3 separate regions of the Sus scrofa genome follow, and all the other regions are linked to region 1. The links are chromatin contacts, called in public Hi-C and HiChIP or PLAC-seq maps. All regions are on one chromosome and are shown on one strand. The core of a region is the stretch at or near the end of the contact, and the rest is flanking DNA. Distances in the headings are between cores, read along the strand shown.

Region 1 (4,277 bases), core at 1,484-3,983:
GGCCTGCCCCTACCCAGGAAAATGCCATCCTTCCTCTTGGGTCTGAGTGTCCACTTCTGTAATGCAAATCGTTGGCTAAGATGGTTTCTATGGCACTTCCAAATCCCAAGCAGAAGGCTCTACGATGAGAAAGCTTCACCCACCTGCTGCCCCCAAAGCTGCCCGTCTCAGAAGAAGACACAGTAGCATAAAGGTGACAGTACTCACTTGGTCTCCTCGATGCTGAGTGACGAGGCATCGCCCGAGCTAGTCTTGGAGCTGGCAGCTGGAACAAGAGAGAGAGAGGCTCAGGAGCTGAACACGGGGCCCAGAAGCCACTTCCTTGGCTCCAGCCGCAGGGCTGAAGGTGAGGGTCCCCCATCTGCCCCGAGACATCAGGGAACAGCAGCCTTCCTCCATCCCAGGGGCTCCTCCTACCTGACTCCCAGGCTGTCGACACACCTTCTGATCCAAAAGGTCCAACCTGCCACATCCTTCACTCTGCCACCTCTCCACCTCTGTGTATTCTGTTGTTACAACCTACACGGCCCTCTCTGGCCTCACTCTGATTAGCAAGATGCTATCCAAACGCAACAATCAGAGGCCGGAGTCCTGATTCCTGATCAGCACCAACTCCTCTCCCCTGCACTCCACAGCACGGTCACGGCCATCTCCAGGTCTGTTTTTGCTCACAGGGCAGGGCCCATGTTGGCAGCATATCTGTGTTCTCTCTGTGTAATTCACACAGTCAAAAAATACACTTACTGGCGCCTGTGCTGTGAGGATGCTACAGGAAATAAAGCAGCGCTTCTGAGCTCTTTCACCCACCTCATAAACAGCAAATGTCACACACAGAATGCCACACACAGAAGCTGGACGCCATCGGCTGGAGCTCCTCCCTCCAGCATGGCCACCTCGCAACCTACGTCTTTCCCTCCCACCCCACCTGGACCCTGACTCCCAAGCACCTCCGTGCTCGCTCCAAGGTCGCCAGCCTCCTTGTCTGTAAATCCGATGGATTCTCTGCCACTCTGGTTTTGCCTCATCTCCTGTGGTGTGTGACACCACTGATCACGCCCACAGATCCCATGACATGAGATGCTATGGTATTCTTGCTTTGGGGAACATCCAACCTCCTTTTTTGTACCATCTTGCTCCGCCTGCTACTAAAACGTAGACATTCCTGAGGTTCTGCCCCCGACCCTGGCTTCTCAATCCTCACTCTCTCAAGGGACTTCATTTGCCATTGAACCCTTATGACTCTCAAACTGCTCTGTCCTGCCCAAGCCCTGAGTTTCCCCATGTGCCTCATGCAACACTCCTCAAAACTGAATTCACTGTCTCTCTCCAAAAAATCTGCTTCTCTTCCAAACTCAACTTCCGTCGACAACACTACCACCCACCTGGTCACACCAGCCAAAATCCAAGGACCATCCTCAATTCCTTCTTCTCCTTCCCACTGTCATCCAAGTGCTTAAGCTCTGTCACCTCCTCCTCCAAAACACCTCTCCAATGGGTCAACGACTCTCCATCCCGCTGCTGCTGCCCTGGTGCCAGCCATGGCCAGTCCTTACCTCCTCTATGGGTCTTGACTGCTCTTTACCCAGTTCTCAACACAGTGTTCTCTGTGATAACGTGAATACGACTAACTCGCTCCCCAGCTCGAATTCATGGCTCCCTATTACTTTTGAAACAAAGTTCAAAATTTTTTGTTTTTTGTTTTCTCAGGGCCACACCCTGGCATATGGAGGTTCCCAGGCTAAGGGTCGAATTGGAGCTACAGCTGCCGGCCTACACCACCGCCACAGCCACGCCAGATCCGAGTTGCACCTGTGACCTACACCACAGCTCAAGACAGTGCAGGATCCTTAACCCACTGAGCCAGGCCAGGGGTCGAACCCACAACCTCATGGTTCCTAGTCGGATTCGTTTCCGCTGCGCCAGGACGGGAACGCCAACAAAATTCAATTATCTTAACAGGCTTGCAGGAGCCTCTGTGTTCGGACCCCTGCCTCATGTCTCTGCTATGAGCTCTACATAACCTGCCCAATACCAGGTGTCCTCCTGCCTCTACACACGATGGTACCACTCCATGCGTTCACTCGACACATTTAGCGAGTGCCTGTGATGTGTCAGTTAAGGAAAACAGAGAAAATCTCCACCTTCACGGAGTTTAGCAGAGAAAGCCAACCCTTAATCCCAAATAATCAAAACAAGACCCTTCCAAATGCGCTGACGACGGGCCTGGGGATGGCTGGGCCTGTGGGCTTGGCTTCCATCCCCGAGGCCCTCCACCCTGAGACCCTCCCCATCGCCCCGCCCCCTGCCCAGGCCCCGCCCCTCACCGGCCTCGTAGCCTTCATCTCGCTTCTCCCGCTTCACGCGGCGCTCGGAGGGCTCTGTCTGGCTACGCTCCCGCCCGTGCGTGCTGCTGCGGGCCTCCGCTTCGGCCCCGCGCCGCCCGCTCCCGCGCTCGCTCCCACGCTCCCGGCTCCGCTTTCGTCGTTCGCCACCGCTGCTGCCGCCGCCGCTGCTCCGGTGCTTGTGTTTTTTGTGCTCCCGGTGCCGAGGCGGCTGCTCGGTGGCGCTCCCGGTGCTCGCTCCTGCCGTAGTCCCGGCCGCCTCCTTCTCCCCGCGGTGCTTCTTTGACGACCCCATGGTGGTAGGTCCACCCGAGCCCCGCCGCCGCCGCCGCCGCCGCCACCGCCGCCGCCGAGCCCCGACGGCGCAAAATGGGAACACTTCCGGGTCGGGCCCGGCTGCGCCGTCGCGTTGCCGGAAACCAAGAGCGGCTGCTTCCGTCCTTTGCCTCGGAGCTGCCCCAAAGGCTCATGGGAAGGCTGGGATCGGGCCCGACTGCGCATTCGCGGCCGGCACTGGCCGAGCGGCGGTCTTTGACATAGTGGTCGGATTGCGCGTGCGCTCAAGCTTGAGGGGCGCGTTCGAGTCCGGGGAAGACCGTATCCCAGAATTTGAAGGACCTAGGGCCCATCTAAGCCAGCATGGCCTCCCTGGCTTCCCTCCGCTTGCACACCCTCAGCCACGGGATGCTCACTGCAGCGCCCGCCGCTCCAGCAGAAGTCCTCCTAGTAGACTCCCTGGGGTCGTGGCCGATCAGGTGTAGGAGGACGGAGCACGTTCTGCTCCTGAGACCCTCAGCTCCACAACCCAGCCTCCTCCCAGCCCCCACAACTAATATTGTCTGCAAACGCTGCCTTCCCACGGTCCCTGAATTGGGTTTTTTTAACGTGCGCTTTGACTGCTACGGAGCTCGAGATGGGCCTTTGCATGCCTGTGAACCCCTGAAATCGAACGCAAAATTTAGCACATCGGGGTGTGTGTGTGTGTGTGTGTGTGTGTGTGTGTGTGTGTGTGTGTGTGTGAGAGAGAGAGAGAGAGAGCGCGCTCGCGGGAGCTGCTGCTGCTTTTTTTTTTTCCCTCTTGAGAGGAGCTCTAACTTGAAGTTGCTTGAAGCTAAAATCTCAGTTTACACAGGAATTCTCCTATGGCGCAGCGAGTTAAAGATCTAAAGATCCGGGACTGTCACTGGAGCGACTTGGGTCACTCCTGTGGCTTGGGTTCAATTCCTGACCCAGGAACTCTCGCATGCCACAGGCACAGCCAAATAAACAACAACAACAAAAACTCTGTTCACACAATCTCTCCATCCCTCCTGACACCCCTCACCTCCCAGTTGCCCCATCTGGAGGCCCATCTGTCTGTGATTATGCTCCCCTTTAAAGTTCCGCTTTCCTCCCCCCCAGAACTGGGAGTTCCCAAAGGCAGAAGCCATTCTGTCCTATTCACTCTTGACTTTCTAGGACCCAGCATTTCTAGGGCAAGTTGCCGCTGTTGCTCTTGGAGATGCCATGCTCACACCTCAGGAGCAGAGGCAGAGCTGTGCACAGGGAGGGGGCAGCCAGAACAGCCAGAGTTCCTCTGGGATGTGGGGAAAGCCTGCTGCAAACCCACCTGCCACCGCCAGCTCCCAACACGCAGCCCCTTCCCACCACCAGAAATCTCACACTATTTTCCACAAAGCATTTAATTTTATTTTTAATTTTAATCTTAGACACCAGACTCCTGGTCTGAGCTTGAGTTAGAGTGCTTATCAGGCTGGCTGCCGGTGGATCCTGTCTTCGTGGGGCTCTGAGAAGAGTCCTGCATTCTTGCCCCCACTGACCTGTGGCTCCTTAAAGACAAAAGACACCAAGAGGCCACTGGGCTCTACAGCTCTCTGTCCCTGTGCCCAAGAAGACATGGGCTGTTGGATGGGTGAGGCCATCATCACTGATGTC
Region 2 (4,059 bases), core at 1,058-3,557, 97 kb after region 1:
TGTGTTGCTGCAGCCGCTGGTCCAGCATTCGGCAGAGCCCGTCTCCAAAGTGCTGTAGGATCTTAGCTTCCTTGCCGCTGCGCAGGGGCAGTGGGTACCGCCGGAGGGAGCGCAGCGCCTAGGGTGGGGTGGGTGGGTAGCGGGTACAGTGCTGGGTCGCGGGGCTGGGGAGGTGCCTGATTGTCTGGCCCCGCCAGCACCTGCCCCACCTTCAGGTCCGGTCAGAACCCACCTTCTGAAACACGAATTGAGTGCGGCGCCCCCTGCTGGCGGCCTCGTCCCGCCACTCGGTCAGCCAGCGTACGAAAAGCGGGTTTGGGCAAAGCGGCAGCGGGCGTTTCCGACCCAGGCGGACCGGTGCTGCCATCAGCGCCCGGGCGGGTCCTCTGGCGCCTCACGGCGGCAGGACTGGGACGCCGCCAGTTCTGGAAACGGGATTCGAACACCTGGTTCCGGCGGCGGAGGCGGGCCCTCTGCAGTCACGTGGTCCCACGCGGGTCACTAACCAGAGGACGGCCTTCTGCTGCCCTCCCCGCCTCTGCACTCTAAGAGGTTGGTGCCGCACGTAGTGTCTACCGCCTTTCGCTCTCCTGTTGCTCCGGCACAGGACCAGCCTTTTGGACGCGCCGAACCCAGGCCTGGACCCGCCCCTTCCATCTACCCCGGATTCGAGAGCGGGAGTCCTTTTTGTACAGGAGAGAAGAGGGTGCACAGCGCCCCCTATGACTGGGAGGTCTGGCCGGGCCGGGCTTAAATGAGTAACCCGAGGCTGTTGGTTTCAGACTGGCTCTAGCGGAGGACGCTGGAGAAACTGGCCTAGTGAAGAATCCGAGAGGTGGGAGGATGGGGAAGCAGATGGGTTCAGTTGTTTTTGTAGGAAGGACATTAGGAATGAGGACACAAAGGTAACGCAGAAAGAGCTGAAAGACCCTCCGAGGAAATGGTGATCCCATGTGGGCCTCCCCATCCAGAGCAGTGGGGGAGGGGCGCGAAGACGAGGACGTGCAGGGAAGGCCAAAGCTGGGAGGACAGGGAGAGGGAGACAGTAGACAAACAGAAAGGGGACAAGTAGGAGGTGCTGGACATCGAGGCATGTGGGAGGGGCTGACATGGGCATGTTGTTGGATTCGGGGTAGCAACCCGGGGGTGAGAAATACGGACAAGGGAAGAACACTTCATCGTTCTTGTGACTCGTTGGAGGTGGGGGACTCTCAGGAAGGTTAAGATGGGAACTATGCAAAGGGGGTTCCACTTGAGCACGAGAGTCTCGCCAGCAAGTTACAGCAGCCGACATCTGCCATACCGGAAGTGGCGAGGTGTGGGTCTGGGGCCTTTCGGGAGTGGAGAGGCGGGCGCCCGAGCTCCAGGCCTGCCCCTTCAGACTCCGCCCAGCCTCGATCCCGCACCCCCCGGCCGGCTCCGCACTCCCGCCTCCCGCCTGACGCTGCCTTATAAGGAGCCTCCAGCAGGCGTTCGGATTGGACCCGCCCCCTCTAGTCTCTTGTCCTAATAAGGACATCTAGGGCATCCCGCAGCTAGGGGCGGGCGGGAGCGCGTCTCCAGGGTAACTGCGAAATCTCCCACCCCCCTCCTCGTTGCTCTTGGAAACTCCGAAGCTCAAAAAGGTGGAGCCAATCTCATCTTGTAGCAAGGTCTCTTGCAGGAGGCGGCGGTCGAGCTGCGGTCCCCACCTGATGCTCCCGGTGGGGGGGCAATGCAGCGGTACGTCCCCGACTACAGTCCCCGGCATGCTCTGCGACATACCCCAGTCTCGGGTGTTGCTCCCCAGCTGAAGACCAAGCTTCCAGCTCTTCATTTACAGCCTTTATTCTGCATATGGGATCGATGCCCCCAATTCTCTTGTTTGCGACCCTGTCTTCTGCAGAGTAAGCGGCTATGGCCTTTGTTGAAAGCCAATGAAATCTCCCTGGAGTCCCCCACCCTAGTCTGTTTTTTGAAGGTTATGCTCCCACAGAGCTTCTGTTTTAATTTCTGTGGGTATTAAATTAACCATATGCCTGGTTACCAACTGGAGAACGAGATTTAAGTCTGGTTTAAAATCTGTTTCCTGGAGTTCCCGTCGTGGAGCAGCGGTTAACGAATCCGACTAGGAACATGAGGTTGCGGGTTCGATCCCAGCCCTTGCTCAGTGGGTTGAGGATCCGGCATTGCCGTGAGCTGTGCTGTAGGTCGCAGACGCAGCTCGGATCCCGCCTTTCTGTGGCTCTGGCATAGGCTGGCAGCTACAGCTCCGATTCGACCCCCTAGCCTGGGAACTTCCATATGCCGTGAGAGCAGCCCAAGAAATGGCAAAAATAAAATAAAATCTGTTTCCTCTGCTCACTGCCTAGTAAAAGGCGGTAATCTTCGAATGCATAAATCCCTGCTCTTCTCCCTTTATTGCCTCATGAATATGCCAAATGCTTTTAAAACTAGTACAAAGCTCTATTTTCAAAGATTTCTTTGTAGTCTTTCCTTGTGTTTTTTTTCTCTTATTTTATTGAAATTGCACATCGCCTTTCCTCAGTAGACAAGAGTGTCTTTTGAGTATGGAGAATGGTTAATGAATGTGTCCTGGATTGAAGTCTCCTTATACTTGGGATTCTCCTTGCTCTAGGACTGGATTCCAGACCAATGAATAGTTGCTTCAATTCACAAAAGCAAAATACCAAGTCACTGGAAATTTTTAGACCAAGAGATCCAGAAAAACGCCAGGATGGACCTTAGGAAAACCGTTTCGGTACGGGATAAAGAAGCGCGAAATCGAGGCTCATTTTCAGGTCAAATCACCCAGCACCGAGGCCTTGGCTCTGTGCAGAGCGTTTCCTGGGGCATTCCACCAACCCGCGCGCTCTCCTTGCTGTAGTCCCGCCCCTCTCAGCTGTCCCCGGACTACACTTCCCAGTATGCAACGTGACGACCAGACGCTGTCAGATGAAAAAGACTCTGCTACCCAGCTGGCCCGAGGACAGCGCAGGAGCCTCGGACTTCATTTCCCGTCGGTCTTCAGGAGGAGCGCCGGAAGCCCGCCCCGCCCCTCATTGTGCGGCTCATACTAAACGGAAGGGGCCGGGAGAGGCCGCGTTCAGTCGGATCCCGGCAGCAGCTGAAGCGGCTCTTGTCTTTTCTGGCTCCTTGCTATCTCCTTTTCGCTTCCGGAAATATGGTGAGCGGCAGGCCACGGCGCGGGAGGGGAGGCGGCTGCGAGTCGATTGTCTGCGTGCGCGGGAGGGAACGGGGGAGCGACGTCGGCACCCCCTCCCCCAGATCCCCCGGCTGGATGAGGGTCTCGTGCTGAGGGGCGGGCGGCGCTGGGACGCGCGTGCGCGCCCGCGGGCGCCGGTGAGGGCCGGCTCGGACGTCGCTCGCGCGCCCCCTGGACTCCCCTCCCCTCCCCCACTCCGCTGTTGCGCCCGCGCGGACACTGGCCGTGGGGGAGGGGTCCAGGGCGCGCGGGTGCGCGGCCGTCGCGGAGCAGCCGGTGTCGCGCGTCGCGGCGGTGCCGAAGCGAATGGGTTCGCGGGTGCGCGCGCGCGCTGGGAGCACGCGGCATCCAAACCTGGCTCGGGGGCGGCGAAGGAAAAGCGCGCGAGCGCTCTCGGCGCGCGCGCCCCACCCAAGGGCTGTTCCTGTCTTCGCGTCACCCTCCCTCGCAGGCGGGTCTGTCTCGAGAGCAGGTGGCAGGGATGCCCACAAGGGGCGGGGGCGGCGCGGCTAGCTGGGATGCGGGGGTGTCCGGGTTTTGGCGCAGGCGCCTGAGATTGGGGGCTTGCCCCGCGCAGCGGACCCCGCAGCGACCACGGCCGCGCTCGGGAGCGAGCCCACGAGACGAGCTGGGTTCTCCGCCGAGTACTCCCGGCGAGGGATGGAACGGCGCTGTCGGCCGGCGCGTGCGCACTCGCTCAGGCCTGGCCGCCGGGCCCGAATCCCTGGACAAGTGGGGCCGTCGGCTTTCCCGGATGGGGCCTGAGGGTGGAGCTGAGTTTAGGGAAGTGACCCAGGCGGGCACCGCCCGGAAACCACCCCGCCCCCTCTGTTCAGCCCGAAGGCTTCGAGGGC
Region 3 (4,422 bases), core at 1,748-4,247, 120 kb after region 1:
TAATCTTTATAAAATGTTCCTCTTATTTCTACCGATACTACTTTCTTACAGTCTACTTTGAAATTAATAAAGCTACACCAGGTTTTTTTTTGGTTAGTGTGCTCATGGTGTATATTTTCCACTATTTTTTCAATATTTCTGAGTCTTTATAAAGTATGTCTCTTTTACCAGAATATAGTGTCTTTTAAAAATCCAATCTGGGGAGTTCCTGTCTTGGCGCAGTGGTGAACGAATCCGACTAGGAACCATGAGGTTGCGGATTCAATCCCTGGCCTTGCTCAGTGGGTTAAGGATCCCGTGTTGCCGTGAGCTGTGGTGTAGGTCGCAGACGCGACTTGGATCGGGTGTTGCTGTGGCTCTGGCGTAGGCCAGCAGCAACAGCTCCGATTAGACCCCTAGCCTGGGAACCTCCATATGCCGCGGGTAGCAGTCCTAGAAAAGGCAAAAAGACAAAAAAAAAAAAAAAAAAAAAAATCCATTCTGGGTGTTCCCGCTGTGGTGCAGTGGGTTAATGATCTGGTTCATCTCTGTGGTTTTGATGGTTCAATCCCTGGCCCACCACAGGGGGTCAAGGATCTGGTGTTTCTACCGCTGTGGTGTAGGTCGCAGCTGTGGTTTGGATTCGATCCCTGGCCTGGGAACTTCCATATGCTGTAGGTACAGCCGAAAAAAGAAAAAAACATCCAATCTGATTTTTTTTTAATTTTTAATTTAAAATTTTTGCTTTTTAGGGCCACACCCCTGGCATAAGGAGGTTCCCAGGCTAGGGGATCAAATCAGAGCCGTAGCTGCCGGCCACAGTCACAGCAATGCAGGATCCGAGCCGAGTCTGCAACCTACACCACAGCTCACGGCAATGCTGGACCCTTAACCCACTGAACAAGCCCGGGGATCGAACCTGCGTCTTTACGGATGCTAGTCAGATTCCTTAACCACTGAGCCATGAAAGGAACTCCTGCAAATGTTTGTTTTTTTAATTGCAGTGTTTGTTCCAGTCATCACTACTGTAATTACTGATACAGTAAGCTATAAACCTGCCATCTTGCTTTTCATTTTCTCTTTGTCTCATCTATTTTTTGTTCTTTTATTCTTTCTTGACTTCTGTTAGATTACTCAATTTTATGTTATTTCACTTTTCCTATTATATTTAGATATTCATTTATTATCCTTTTCATTTCTCTGTACTTAAAGGAGAATCTTGAAGAAGGTAATGCTTACTCAAGAGGACAAGGTCTAGTAGTACTTTCAGAGTCTGGCACCTACAAAGGTTGAGGGTGGGTGCATCCATCAGTCTGGTAGTCCAGTACATCCTCGAAACACAAACCATCCCATATGATGACAGCCATAGTAATATAACAGCAAACATTTATATTTGTTCTTCCTCTATGCCAGGCACTGCTCTAAGCACTTTATATACATATTAACTAATTTAACCATGAATATGAACACAGATAAACAGTGAAACAGATGCTGTCTGTTCCATACTTTGTGTCTCTCAGCCGCTTTCACCTCTCCACAGTGCACTTGAACCCCAATTTTTTTTTTTTTTTTTTTTTTTTTTTGCTTTTTAGGGCCACACCCATGGCATATGAAGGTTCCCAGGTTAGGGGTCTAATCAGAGCTACAGCTGCTGGCCTATACCACAGCCACAGTAATGCCAGATCCGAGCCGCATCTGCAACCTACACCACAGCTCACGGCCACGACAGATCCTTAAGCCACCGAGCAAGGCCAGGGATCCCACCCGAAACCTCCTGGTCGGATCCGTTTCCGCTGCACCACAACAGGAACTCCTGAACCCCATTTCTTACTTCTTGGCTTCTCTGACACCCCCAGGGCAGGCTCTCCCTTTGCCCAACTGCCCCCCTGCCCCCCCGCACACATAACACACAGTCTGGCTCATTGGTGCTATAGGTCCCCAAGTCCCCTGTCTCCTTTCTGTTTGGTAACTGCTTGAGGGAGATGGGACTTCAAAGATGGACCATAGCTGCTCCATCCTGTCACAGCCCACTAATGTACATGCCTCCAATCCCTAAAAGTGAGCACTTCTGTACAACCATTCCTGGTACAAGAATGCTCAGAAACTATTTGTTGACTGAGGTGAGGTGGAAAGAATTAATGGCTTTACGATTATACAAACAGATACGCAAGTGAAGCCATCATTTCTGAACAGGATTCCCCACACTTTGGGAAAAGAGGAAGGCACTCCAGCCCCTTCTCAATCCTTAACATCCTTGCCTTTTCTTTCCCATTAAACCAGCATGACTCGGTCCTGGGGAGGGGAGAAGTAGGAGCGATGGGGCCTTTTCTGTTAGGGCAAAGGTAAAGATGCCTTCTTTGGCATCCTCACCAGTCCCCATGCAGATGCCATAGAGGCGCCCCACCCCTTGCTCAGGTCTCTTCTTTCTCTAGCTCACGCGTGCGCGCGAAAACACACATCACCACCACTCCCTGACTGGGTAGCACTGGGTACCACGGAGTGAGGGGAAGGTTGGGAGGGGGTTTGCATCCTTTCTCTACCTTGCTCTCCTTCCCAGCCTCTTGATGCTCCTCCATCACTCTCCTCGACTATAGCACACAAAGATGCCGCCGCAGGCCACTGCCCGCGCGCTCCCGCAGTTTGGTCCTCGGTAACTCGCCTGGAGGAACAGACTGAGTAGGGACCCTATCTGATGACGGTGGCACGCTCCCCTCCCTGCCCAGGAGTCACCTGGAGTAGGGCGTGGTTCCCTCGCCTTTCTCTCGCAGCCGCGCCTTTTGATTGGGTAGCAGGTTTACTGTGCGGGACGCCATTGGCTGTAAAGCCTGTCATTCCCTTGCCCAGGTCCCGGCTTTTAAGGGGGCAGTGGGGAACTGAGAGGGCCGGGGACAGGCGACAAAGTGGGTACTGGAGTCGGGGGGGGCTCCAGGGTCGCAGAGGTCTCGTGTCACGTTAGGCCCCGCCTCAGGCTTGCGGGTTGCCGTCCTCCACCGCTCTGGGCCGAGGCTTCCAACGGCCTCGCGCGGTCTGCGCGTGCGCACTCGCCCAGTCTCGCGCCCTCTAGGCGGTGGGCGGGGCGGCGGGCCAGCGGGCCGGGTGGGAGGCGGGGGGTGGGGGGTGGGGGAGACGTGGTGGGGGTGGCGGACTAGGGACGAGGGTCGGGGCTAATGTCTGTCAAGAAAGGGGTTCCGTTTGTCTTTCCTCCCTGGGACATGAGGGAGTGGAGGGGTAAGCCGCACAGGGCAGCGAGGGGGCGCGACAAGACCCGCGGCCAGAGCCCCCGAGGCCAGGCCTGGGCCCGCGGGCGGTCGCTGCTGGAGCCAGGAAGTAGAGGGGCGCAGACGACGCGAGAAAAATTGTGGATGCCCTGGAACGGGCTCATCGTGATCGGGAAGAGAATGGAGCTCCTGGGTAGAAATACGCAAAAGCCTAGGATGTGGGACCCGAAGCTTGAGTCTGAGGACTCGAGAGTGGAAGATGTGGAGAAGACAGCCTTGAGAGGAAAATCAGGCCGGAGTCAGGGTGCGAGACGAGGGCACAGTGTAGCCAGTGCATTACAGGCTTCCGCGGGTTTGGGGAAAGAGCGCTCAAAGAAGATGTGGGGAAAGCAAGAAGTCAGACACAAAATCGAGGCTGAATCTGAGAATGCCGGGACAACGCCAGGGCCTAGGAAGGGGTCTGGGTTTAAAGAGAGGTTGAACTTTACTGGAGGGAGGACCAGTGGTGAGGACTTGAGATCCAGAGGCAATGACCTAGGGCAGAATGAGGAGGAGCTGAGGTCTGGTGGAGAGAAGCTGAGGCTGAGTGGAGAGAAGCTGAGGCTGAGTGGAGAGAAGCTGAGGTCGAGTGGGGAGAAGCTGAGGTCGAGTGGGGAGAGGCTGAGGTCGAGTGGGGAGAGGCTGGGATCGAGTGGGGAGAGGCTGAGATCGAGTGGGGAGAGGCTGAGGTCGAGTGGGGAGAAGCTGAGGTCGAGTGGGGAGAGGCTGAGGTCGAGTGGGGAGAGGCTGGGATCGAGTGGGGAGAGGCTGAGATCGAGTGGGGAGAGGCTGAGGTCGAGTGGGGAGAGGCTGGGATCGAGTGGGGAGAGGCTGAGATCGAGTGGGGAGAGGCTGAGGTCGAGTGGGGAGAGGCTGAGGTCGAGTGGGGAGAAGCTGAGGTCGAGTGGGGAGAAGCTGAGGTCGAGTGGGGAGAAGCTGAGGTCGAGTGGGGAGAAGCTGAGGTCGAGTGGGGAGAAGCTGAGGTCGAGTGGGGAGAAGCTGAGGTCGAGTGGGGAGAAGCTGAGTTCAAGCAGAGAGAAGCTGGTGTTTAGGGGAGAGAAGCTGGGGACTAGTGGAGAGGATTTGAGATCCACTGGAGATCAACGTCCGTCAAGTATAGAGAAGCTGGGATCCAGTAGGGAGAAGCTGGAGAGTAGTGGAGAGAAGCTGGAGGGTTTAAGAACGG

What was found. Hi-C and Micro-C count contacts between places; a contact is called where the count stands out from the background. HiChIP or PLAC-seq counts read pairs in DNA pulled down with a chosen protein or histone mark.
Region 2: a Hi-C map of skeletal muscle shows a contact between it and region 1, with 11 times the contacts expected there. The contact joins the promoter of MUS81 here to the promoter of SART1 in region 1. A contact is called at or near these places in 1 of 5 promoter capture datasets (liver), 10 of 47 Hi-C or Micro-C datasets (embryonic fibroblasts, epiblast stem cells, heart right ventricle and 6 more) and 2 of 2 datasets of contacts at active chromatin or transcription factors (alveolar macrophages and skeletal muscle).
Region 3: an H3K27ac HiChIP or PLAC-seq map of alveolar macrophages shows a contact between it and region 1. The contact joins the promoter of SNX32 here to the promoter of SART1 in region 1. A contact is called at or near these places in 5 of 47 Hi-C or Micro-C datasets (embryonic fibroblasts, heart right ventricle, liver and 1 more) and 2 of 2 datasets of contacts at active chromatin or transcription factors (alveolar macrophages and skeletal muscle).

The regions. Positions count from the first base shown.
Region 1 is chr2:6,370,609-6,374,885 of Sscrofa11.1, forward strand. It overlaps SART1 (U4/U6.U5 tri-snRNP-associated protein 1), which reads right to left and starts at 2,734. Exons shown (of 20, transcript XM_003122517.6): 1 at 2,325-2,734; 2 at 208-265. The coding sequence starts at 2,637. It overlaps TSGA10IP (testis-specific protein 10-interacting protein), which reads right to left. Exons shown (of 9, transcript XM_021083386.1): 9 at 4,009-4,171. The coding sequence ends at 4,048.
Region 2 is chr2:6,468,473-6,472,531 of Sscrofa11.1, forward strand. It overlaps MUS81 (crossover junction endonuclease MUS81), which reads right to left and starts at 2,308. Exons shown (of 16, transcript XM_003122526.5): 1 at 233-2,308; 2 at 1-118. The coding sequence starts at 367. CFL1 (cofilin 1) reads left to right here and starts at 3,086. Exons shown (of 4, transcript NM_001004043.1): 1 at 3,086-3,166. The coding sequence starts at 3,164.
Region 3 is chr2:6,485,738-6,490,159 of Sscrofa11.1, forward strand. SNX32 (sorting nexin-32) reads right to left here and starts at 2,998. Exons shown (of 13, transcript XM_003122527.4): 1 at 2,520-2,998. The coding sequence starts at 2,555. LOC100511545 reads left to right here and starts at 3,116. Exons shown (of 6, transcript XR_002341440.1): 1 at 3,116-4,422.